Regions from separate parts of the Mus musculus genome. Here region 2 is linked to region 1. Evidence: chromatin contacts called from public promoter capture Hi-C data. All regions are on one chromosome and are shown on one strand. Each heading gives the region's core, a stretch centred on a gene start, on an enhancer-like site or on the middle of the called end of the contact. The rest is flanking DNA. Distances are from core to core; before and after follow the strand shown. Region 1 overlaps Prkch (protein kinase C, eta). Region 2 holds the start of Syt16 (synaptotagmin XVI).

What was found. Promoter capture Hi-C pulls out the DNA fragments that hold promoters and counts their contacts.
Region 2: a contact with region 1 is called in a promoter capture Hi-C map of neural stem cells. The contact joins the promoter of Syt16 here to the enhancer-like site in region 1. A contact is called at or near these places in 14 of 39 promoter capture datasets (the 3T3-L1 cell line, the C10 cell line, HPC-7-derived erythroid cells and 10 more), 1 of 484 Hi-C or Micro-C datasets (bone marrow-derived macrophages), 8 of 115 datasets of contacts at active chromatin or transcription factors (cardiomyocytes, craniofacial prominence, embryonic basal ganglia and 5 more) and 1 of 9 other capture datasets (embryonic stem cells).

What each region holds. Positions count from the first base shown.
Region 1 is chr12:73,734,259-73,738,978 of GRCm38.p6, forward strand. The region is part of intron 10 of Prkch (protein kinase C, eta); the gene reads left to right. Among named protein-coding and RNA genes, the nearest start is that of Gm34189, 46 kb to the right of the region's middle. Within about 2 kb of position 1,848, at least 18 of the 459 cell types and tissues checked have an H3K27ac peak or open chromatin away from gene starts, as enhancers often do. A contact at or near this core is called in bone marrow-derived macrophages and neural stem cells, where this site is marked.
Region 2 is chr12:73,995,962-74,000,681 of GRCm38.p6, forward strand. It overlaps Syt16 (synaptotagmin XVI), which reads left to right and starts at 1,816. Exons shown (of 8, transcript NM_001364282.1): 1 at 1,816-1,902.

The DNA of each region.
Region 1 (4,720 bases), core at 598-3,097:
GGAAAAGTCTATCCATGTTCATTCCAGAGAGAACTCTTGTTCCTGAGTGTTGTGACCCATGGCTACAAATCCACAGGTGCAGAGGCTTGACTTTATTTGCACGAGGTATACATTTATCTGTGCTTGCAACTTTGAATTCATTATTTATCTATTCATCCACCCATTCATTCAACAGTATTCACTGAAACCTACTGTGGACTTGGGAATGCACCTGTGACCAAGATAGGTCATCTCTCCAGGGATCTAGATCCTTGTATAAAACCATAAAGAAGTAAAAGTAATGACTAGAGTAGAAAGAAATGGTTCTTGTTTGCAACTTTGTTTCCTCGAGCTAAAGGAGGAGAAGTGACAGACAAAAAACCCTCCATGCTTTTCATTATTTATCGTCTAAAGTATTTCTTAGCCGGTTCAGACTGCTATAATAAAATACCACGGTCTGATGTATACACAACAGACGCGTCCTTCTCACAAGTCTAAAGTGCGGGAAGTTTAAGATCAAGATGCGGGTCTATTGATGTCTTGTGGGAGTTTTTTTTTTTTTTTTTCTGGTGTATAGGAATGAAGCAGCCAGTGAGCACTCCCTCTGCAGTCCCCTTGATAAGGACACTGTCTCCGAGGGGGCATGCCCAGTGCACATGGGTATATGCATAGGCACACACAATAAATAAATAAATAAATAAATAAATAAATAAATGTAATAATTTTTTAATTTCAGTAGATCTCGGTTGGGGGGGGGGTGTCTCAGAAACTAGGGCAGTGCTAGAATTTTCCAGTGTACTGAGTGTTTTCCACCTGGTTGGAAACATTGAACTCTCTATGTCTGGGCAGAAAGACTGCTCAAGGAGAACCAGTGGGTAATCTAAGCACTTGGGGAAACAGTAGGATCCTGTCTTTCCTCGTGGCATTTCTATGCGTGGGAGTGGCTTCCTATACCCCAGCCTAGGCCAAGGGGAGCACTGTCCCCATTCACTTGGTTTGCTAGCCCGAAGTGCTACCCCTGCTCCAGCTAAGTTTGCAATTCCTAGGTGAGCCTTCTCCAGGAGAGCTCTTCTTCCATGTCTCCCTAGCCAGTCTGTGCCTCCCACCCTCCCAGGAAGCTTATTTTCACTGTCAGCAAACTCAGAGATGTGGAGTCCATCTTCTTCACAGCCCCTACGAAGGAGAGAAGGCTTTGTTAACTGGCTGACATCCCCTATTCCCAGACTAAGAGGAAAGAAGATATAAGGGGAATCCTTCCATCCTTCACACAGTGGCTCTTCCTCAATAGGCATTTGATGAAATAGTAGTAACAGTTCCTACTGGTGGAGGCCTTCGGAGAGGCCTCTTACAAATCACTGGTGTTTAAGTGAAACTACTGCCTCTGTTCTTTTTGGAGATCACACACATCCTCACCCCCTCCTCTCCCCCTCCCCCTCCCCCTCCCCCTCTCCCTCTCCCTCTCCCTCCCTTCCCCCTCCCCCTCTCCCTCTCCCTCTTCCTCTCCTGTGCACTGCCTACATTTCCCTGCTAAGGTCTTCTTTCCTGTTACACCAGAAACAAACAAACAAATAGAGAAAAGACTACAACCGACTAGTGGGCTCTGCACAGCATAGGAAACAGTCACCCTCCTGCTATGTGGATGTAATTTGTCCCCTCCAAAACCTGTCTTGGAGTTCAGCGTCTGATGTAACAGTGTTGAAAGACTCTAAGAAATGATTAGGCTGGTGCGGCGCACACACCTTGAATGCTGGCACTCAGGAGACAGAGGTGAATGACTTCTAAGGTGGCTGATCTACACAGTGAGCGCTGGTCTGGCCAGGGTTGCACAGTAAGACCTTGTCTCAAAGACACAGGGGAGGCCCTTAGGACATAAAGAGAGGTTGATAGAGTTCTTAACAGACTGAATTTGTTGTTGCAGGGACACACAGTGGCCCCTTGTTCTCTGTGTCTTCTGCACCTGGCATCTGCCTTGGCCTTTCTGCTGTGCCCTGGTAGCACAGGGACCTTGCCACATGTGTCTGTCCAGTCTTAGACTTTCAGCTTCATAATCACAAGCTGAATAAACGCTTTTCTTTTATACATTGTCCTAGCCTCGGGTGTTCTGTTATAACAGCAAAGGACAGACTAAAACATCTGGACCCTTATGTGTATCATAGCAGTATTCATGTCAACCAAAATATTGAAATAACCTAAATGTCCATCAACCAATGGATGAAGGGAATTTGCCTTGGAACACGACTTAGCTTTTTAAGAGGAGGAGGGAAACGCTGTCCTTTATAGCGGTGAAGATGGTCCTAAGGGATATGGCACTAATTCAGGCAAGCCGGACAAAGGAGGACAAACAGCATGATTTCATTTAACTGTGTGATCCCAAAGAGTCAGGCCCATAGAAGCAGAGTAGCCTTGTGGGTGCCAGCATCTAGAGGGAGGTGCTGAACAAAGTGTTCAGAGTTTCGGTAATGAGAGAGAAATAAATTCCAGAAGTCCGTCCTACAGCACGGGGATTGATAACAAACAACGTGTGATGGTTTCTCAGTTTGCTTACGAGGGCTCATCTTGTGTTGTGTTGAGTACTCTGAGCACAGAAGGAGGGGAAGTGCAGCAATTTTGGAGATAATGGGTGTTTAATGCATCAGTTGTAGTGATGACTACATGGATGGGTACTTAACCAAACATACCAAATTGTATGTGCTAAGTATTTGCATCTTTTGGGGTCAATCATACCTCAATAACTTAAAAAAAAAAGAAGTCTCCTCTTTGGTCCTTCATCTTTTAACACAGTTATTGAAAAGAGGAATGTGTTGAAAGACCAGTGTCTCTGGTTCCAAGAATCGCCAGTGCTGATGGTTTTTAACTTATTCCGTATAACAGCACTGGCAGCTGACACAACCTTTTGAACTTCCCTATTTCTGAGGCACTAAAAGAGAGGGATGAAGCAGAAGGGCGAGAGCAGCTCAGGTTGGAGTCATGTTTCCTAGGTAGCAATACAAGTCTACCTAGGTAGCAATGTCTCCTCTTGGGATACAGTGATGGAGGGTAGACTGGCCACTGATATCATCAAGACCCAAGCAACAGTGGAAGAGAAAGAGAAGGTAGACTCTAGTCAGTAACATGTCTGACTGGTGGAGGTGCACACTTTTCCTTTCTGTGAGACATCAGTCTTGTGTGTGCAGGAGGAAGCTGGAAGCTGCTAGCTGTGTCTAGCAGCCTCTGTTGCTGCCTCTGGGAAGCCACTCTGCCTGAGTCCCCTACCCCGCTCCTTCTGCTTGGTGGGCTTGTTTTGTATTCAGGGTCATTTCCTTCCCAGGAACTGGGGAATCTGATCTAAGATTAAAGCAGGCTTAGTTTTTCCCATGTTACAGAGGTAAAGATGAAAATACTGGTAGCAGTTAACTTGTCTTGCTTAAGGGTTACCATATGGATATATTATTACAAATGAGGACCTTCTTAGCATGGGAGGTAGACTGTGCCAATGCACGGTTTGCAGAGCCATGTAGAGACAGAAGAGACTCCGGAAAGATGCCCCCTGACTGGTCCTCTTCCGAGGGACCAGGACATAGAGTTTCCACTTACTGTATTTGGGGTGGGCTGTGAGTTATGGAATAAATACACTGTTTGTGGTTTAAGTGTACGCTTGGTTTGGACCCGTCACCCCAGGCTGTGCACACGACACTGTACTCATTTGCCCCTGCTTGGCTGATGCCTCACACAGATGCAGACTAGGCTATGGTCTAGTCAGTCATGGTCTAGTTTAACCATGAAGGAAATTTCTCCACCATTCCATTATGAGGATGAATAAGCCCTGAGCACCTGCTGTCTACTGTGTTTGCTTTTGAAACTCAAGACAAATGAGATAAGAGACACTTTCACAAGAATTTGTCTGTTGGGGCTTTGAACCATGTGTGTATGTGTGTGTGTGTGTGAGTGCACACACATGTGCACACATACACGATGTCTTAAAGGCTTAATGTAGGCAATACAACAAGAGCACAGAAAAGGCAGTCATTTTGATGGGAAGGCCTTGAGGAAGGAACACCTCTTGAACCTGTGTCAATGTAGGGCGCACCTGCCAGATAGGTTAGAGCAGGAAGGATAGAGGCATGGAAACTAAGAAATTGTGAAGATTCCATGTGATCAGGATGGGAGCCCGGGAAATGGCTGGGATGAAGTCACATCTGAGGAAAGCTGAGGTCGGGGCAAGGGCAGTTTTGAGATGAAGCTACAAGGTTTCAGTTTTCCTTGTCTGTCAGTGGCAGCCATCAGATGTTTGGGGAACAGACCAACAGTGGCCAGCCCAGAAACCAAGATTTCAGAATTTTTGGTCATAGGCCAGGCAGGAAACAATTCTCCAAGCAAGCCAGTGGGGAGAGAAGAGGGATGGAATTGGTAGCGCAGTAAAGCGAAAGTGGACAGAACGAACATGGATGGTAGAGCCCGTAGACATGAAAGATGGCCCAAGATTTCCAGTGATGAGCTTTTAACTTTCCCCACCCCCAAGTCACCACAGCCAAGGGGTGACTTTTTACTTCCAGTCTTTTTACTTCCAGTCTTTCAAAGTCTGAGAAGTCAAGACAGCCCTAGTAGCTATGCCCAGAATGCAGTTAGAAATACAGACTGGCATCTCCCAAGAGAGGAGCCAGGGTAGAGGTTTACATTCAAGAGCCAACTGTCCAAGTGATGTTTAAACTCATGGGATTGAATTCCACAGGTAGAGGGCAAAGGCGAGTATGCGTGGGAGGGA
Region 2 (4,720 bases), core at 566-3,065, 260 kb after region 1:
GGGATTACCACAGACAAACCTGGATTCATAGAATTGACTCCCTGAAATCAAACTTCCTAACAATGGCCACTTGGGTCAGAGGCTAAATTTGATTATACAGAAGAAAAGAATATATTTTTTTTCTTGAACACATTTGGATGTGTGGATTATCTATCTTATAGAACAATCATTTATCTCATGACAATAAACCTCATATCAAGTCCGCCCTCCTGAATCTCCCTTCATTTAGTGCCAAGCCTTCTGAGACTGTTGTCACACGTAGGACCTCCAATCTTTAAGTCCACTAGTTTCTTAGCCCTTTCTAGGTGTCGTCTGGTTCTACTGCCCACATGTCACTCATGAAACCCAGGCTTTGGGTCATCATTATCCCTCTTATAATTTAGAAAAACACTTTAATGACTAAAGAGCTTCACCAATGTTCTGCCCCTTGGAGCCAAACCCACCTCTCTACCTTGATGATCAAAATAGCTTAAGATGAAGATTTTCGAGCTTCAGACAGGTTCACAGTTCTTGAGGCGTTTTTAATGCTCTTCTTGTGTCTCTTTGTTTGGGGACCTACCATCACCACCGAGGGTTGTTAGAACTAAAACATGAACCTGGTGTCTATGCTTGAGAATCACATGTGCCGTAAACAGATTAAAATGAAAGCCGCAGCCAGCAGAATGTGGATGCGGTTCACCCTCATCGTGCTGACTCCCTCACCTACATCCTGTGGACTGATCAGAGAGGACCCTTTTGTTGTTTTCCGGTATTTTCCTTTGCCCACCTGGTCAGACGGCAACTGTTTCTGATTCTGCTTTGCACCTGAATTCTGTTGGTGCCCAGCGATGCCTGAGATGACGCCCACTGGCATCCTTACTGTTTGGGTTAAATGAGTGGCCTCAAGCCGACCAAAGGCATCGTGCCTGCACAAACAACAACGAAAAACAAAAACCCAATGCCTTCCCGTGCTTAGGCTTTGAGTTTGAGCCACTTGATGCTTCCCCATGTGGTGGTGGTTTCTCATTTGCTACTGGTCCCTAAATATAGCAAGGATCTTTCAGTAATTGGTTTATAGCATTCAACAAGATGTACTGCGAACAAACGCCCACAGGTGGACTCATTTCAAAGTCCTTTTAACCGCGATGGTCCTTGAGGCAATACTGATTGCTTTTCTCGTGGAGCTGGTCCTTTAATACAAGTCATCGGAGCCGCCTGTGGTCTGGCTCGCAATTATCCACTCGTTAGTCACCCATCCTGTTCACATCTAATTAGTTAATTGGCCATTTATTCACTAACTCATTAATTCACGCAGGTTTCCAGTTAGAGTCCTCCATTAAGTCGCTTAATAGAGATCTGATAGCCTACTACACACAAGGCTCTATTTTCACCTTGGAGACAAAACAAGAGGATGAGAGGAGTCTTGGTCCTCACACACAGGAGGCACCTGTGTGATCCTTGCTTCTCTCTCCCCCACCTGCTCCCTGCTTTGCTCCTTTGAGCTAGGGCTCAGGGTCGACATTGCTGGAAAGAAGCACCAGGCCCGGATGAATTGAAAAAAGCAAGGCAGGATACCAAGTGTTTGTTCAGCGGGAGAATAGAGCGGGCAAGAAACCTGGAGAGGAGCGGGCCAGGTTGCTAGCTGCTTTGTCTTAGGGAGGGATGATGCTACGGGCTGGGCAGGGCAGGTTCGGTGGCGGTCGGCTCCGCTAGGGTGTGGGGACGCTGGCGGGGGCGACCCAGCTGGCAGCCACCACGGGGCTCGGGGCGGCGCGACGGGGGCGCGCGGCGGGAGCGTCTGTGCGCGTCGCGGCCCTCGAGCGCGCGGGGCCTGTCGAGAACGCGCGCGGCCGGGCGCGGCGTGGGTACCCCAGCCGCGGGCGGCCGCCCTGCAACCCCCCGACGCGACCATGGCGACTGACAGTAAGTGCGGGGTTCCCCGGGGGCGGGGGCAAGGCATCCGGGGTGGCAAGTTCTCCTCCCGCGCGCGCCTGCCTTTGTGCCCAGCTCGCGGGGGCAGCGACCGGGTACCCCATCTCCGGAGCCCGCCCTTGTTACCGTGCCCATCACCTGCTATGGCTGACAGGACTGGATAGGGTTGGGGATCCGAGGACCTCTCAGGAGGGATGCAGCACCCGACTGGAGGGGACACTTGATGCTTGAAGGCAGCAGGGCTGGGCCTCGCAGCCCTTTGGGGACTGCCTCCAGGCCCACAGCCAGTTTTTAGGGAGCCCAGTATTGGGGCGCTGTGAGTTCAAGGTTTTCCTGGAGTTCTGGGTCAGATTGGCACGCCCTCTTCCTGGTGGGTGGCCCCACTGGGCTCTGTTCTGGGGCTCTGAAGCCACAGACCTTGCCTGGCTGCCATGGAGAGTGAATGAAAGGGGCGTGCAGAGAAGGAAGGTTGACACCGAAGACTGGAAGAGTTGCAAGGCTTCAGGCTGGCCTGCTGTTGGCATCTTGGAGTCTTTGCTGCTGTTTTTGGAAATTAGGGTTACCGCTAAGAAAACTGGTTACATGTAGCTGTAGCTTGACCTGTTAGTGGAACCTCAAAAGGAGTGCAGAGTAAAATAAGTCACAACACTTGTCTTAGACTTAGCATCTAAAGTCCTCAGCAAAAGTCATGGCACACAGTAGGGACTTCATTCACTGAATGTACCATGTGATTACAGACAATAATAAGGCAATTTTGAGAGATGAGAGGGGACAAAATAGGTGTTGAGGGTCAAAATTTCATTATTTTTTCCTTCAAACTTATCATTATTCAGTCAAGAACACAGCTTGCATACAGTACAGAGGATGCACAGTTTCGAGTTAAAAGCTATGATGACATTTTTATATCCCAAGTCCCTCAGTAGTGGGATTGTGGCCCTGTTCCCAACCTTAAAACTGTGGCTGTTGGATTTAAAGGCTCAAGTCAGTAATCCCAGGACTTGAGCGGCTGAGGCAGGAGGATATCAAGTTACAAACCCTGTTTCAAAAAAAGTATATGTATGTGTAGATTATGTGTATACACATGCGTAGTGAGCCTGCCATACCCGGGAAAGTGATGGGTATCTATCTCATAAGTAGTAGGCATGCAAGAGAAATGGACATGTGTGTGGTTGCTCACTCATCTCCCATTCGCCATCATTTCGTTTGTGTGGCGACACCAATGGACCCTCTCTGCTTTCTGTAGATCAGGGGGTGGCACAAAATTAACTACTAGAGACAACCCTTTTTGCTCTCAGCTCTGCTTCTATGGACAAAAGTATACACATTAGGTAGGTCTAGGGGGAAGAAGCTATACATTTAGATTTTTATTAACAAAGAAACAATTGCACTTGCCCTTATTTGTGTAAATGGTAACTAAAGAGTTCCAGCGATACAGAATTTCTATCTTCAGTTCTTCAGGTAAGGGGATGTCAGGTGAGAGGCAGGGGGACGGGGAACACCATCACACAGTGAGGAGATGGCCTCACTAAGATGCATCAAACCTGGGTACAATCTGCCTCGATGTTGCCTGATTGCTTTTGTTTCGGGGTTCTCGCCTCCTTACATTTCTCCTTGAGGGAAAACCCAGCTGTAAAGCCAGGCAGAGGGCAGCCTGTTGTGCTCTGTCGTTCTTGGAAGGGATCCCAAGGAAGCTTCTCTGTGATTATAGCTTGTGAGTATAGGTAGGACACAGAGGTATTTATATATATATTTGTCTGGAAAACAGTCTTTACACACAAAAAGGATGAGAACTCGGAGAGACTGTCCTGTGTCCAGACGCAAAGTCATAGATTGAAGGGCAGTTTCAAGAGAAGTTGGGATACTCAGTTGGTTTCCAGTAAGTTATTATGAAATGGTTACGCGCCTAGGTGTGCGTTGTAAATGGTGCTACTCAGAGGTATTTTGAGCTATGTTTGAGGTAATGGGTAATTTTGTTCCAAGTAGTTTCTATTTGTCTTTCCTGTGTGGCATTTGTTGCATTATCAATACTTTTTATCAAGGATCTTCACTTTTGAATCACTGTTGCCTGGTTGTTTTGAAGGTGCCTTTTTATATGTGCATGCTCATGAGTGCACATGGGGGGTGTGTGTCTATAATCTATCTTTAAGCATGCATTTTCTCAAGGGGCTGGAGAGATTGCACTTCAACTAAGTGTGTATTCTGCTCTTCTCAAGGATCCAAGTTTAACTTCCAGCATACATTTTGGGTGGCTCACAGTCACCTGTAACTCCAACTCCAGGGGTTTCAACACCCTTGTCTGGTCTCTGAGGGTCTCTGAAAATACCCCCTCATAAACACACAGACACATATAATTTTCAAAAATAAATCTTTAAAAAAGAAAAACATTCAAGACACATTGTATGAAAGTCTTGAGTAAATAGAATATTACTAAAAAAAAAAAAAAAGAAATAAAAAGAGTAAACTCTCCAGGACAGCAGGCATGCTTTGAGTGGTTGGAGATAGCTAACTGAAGTGTGCCCCCAGAAGTCTCGGGCAATCCTTGGGCTGCTGGATCTCCAGAGGTGTTGCAGTAAGTATTCTGTATCTTAAGGAGTTTCTCTGGATTGCTTGGGTTGTTCCTGGTCCATTGCATGGATGCTCATGAGTCACCGTTGCCTGGTCCATTTAGAAGCCGATTGCTGCTAACCCACAGGCAGGCAGTCTCTACCAGCAGTCATTCCTCCCCACTCCCCTTTCCATTTCCCAGCAACCTGCAGCTACTTTATCCTCATCTTTTCAACTCCATCAGCAATGTCTACTCCTCTCAGTG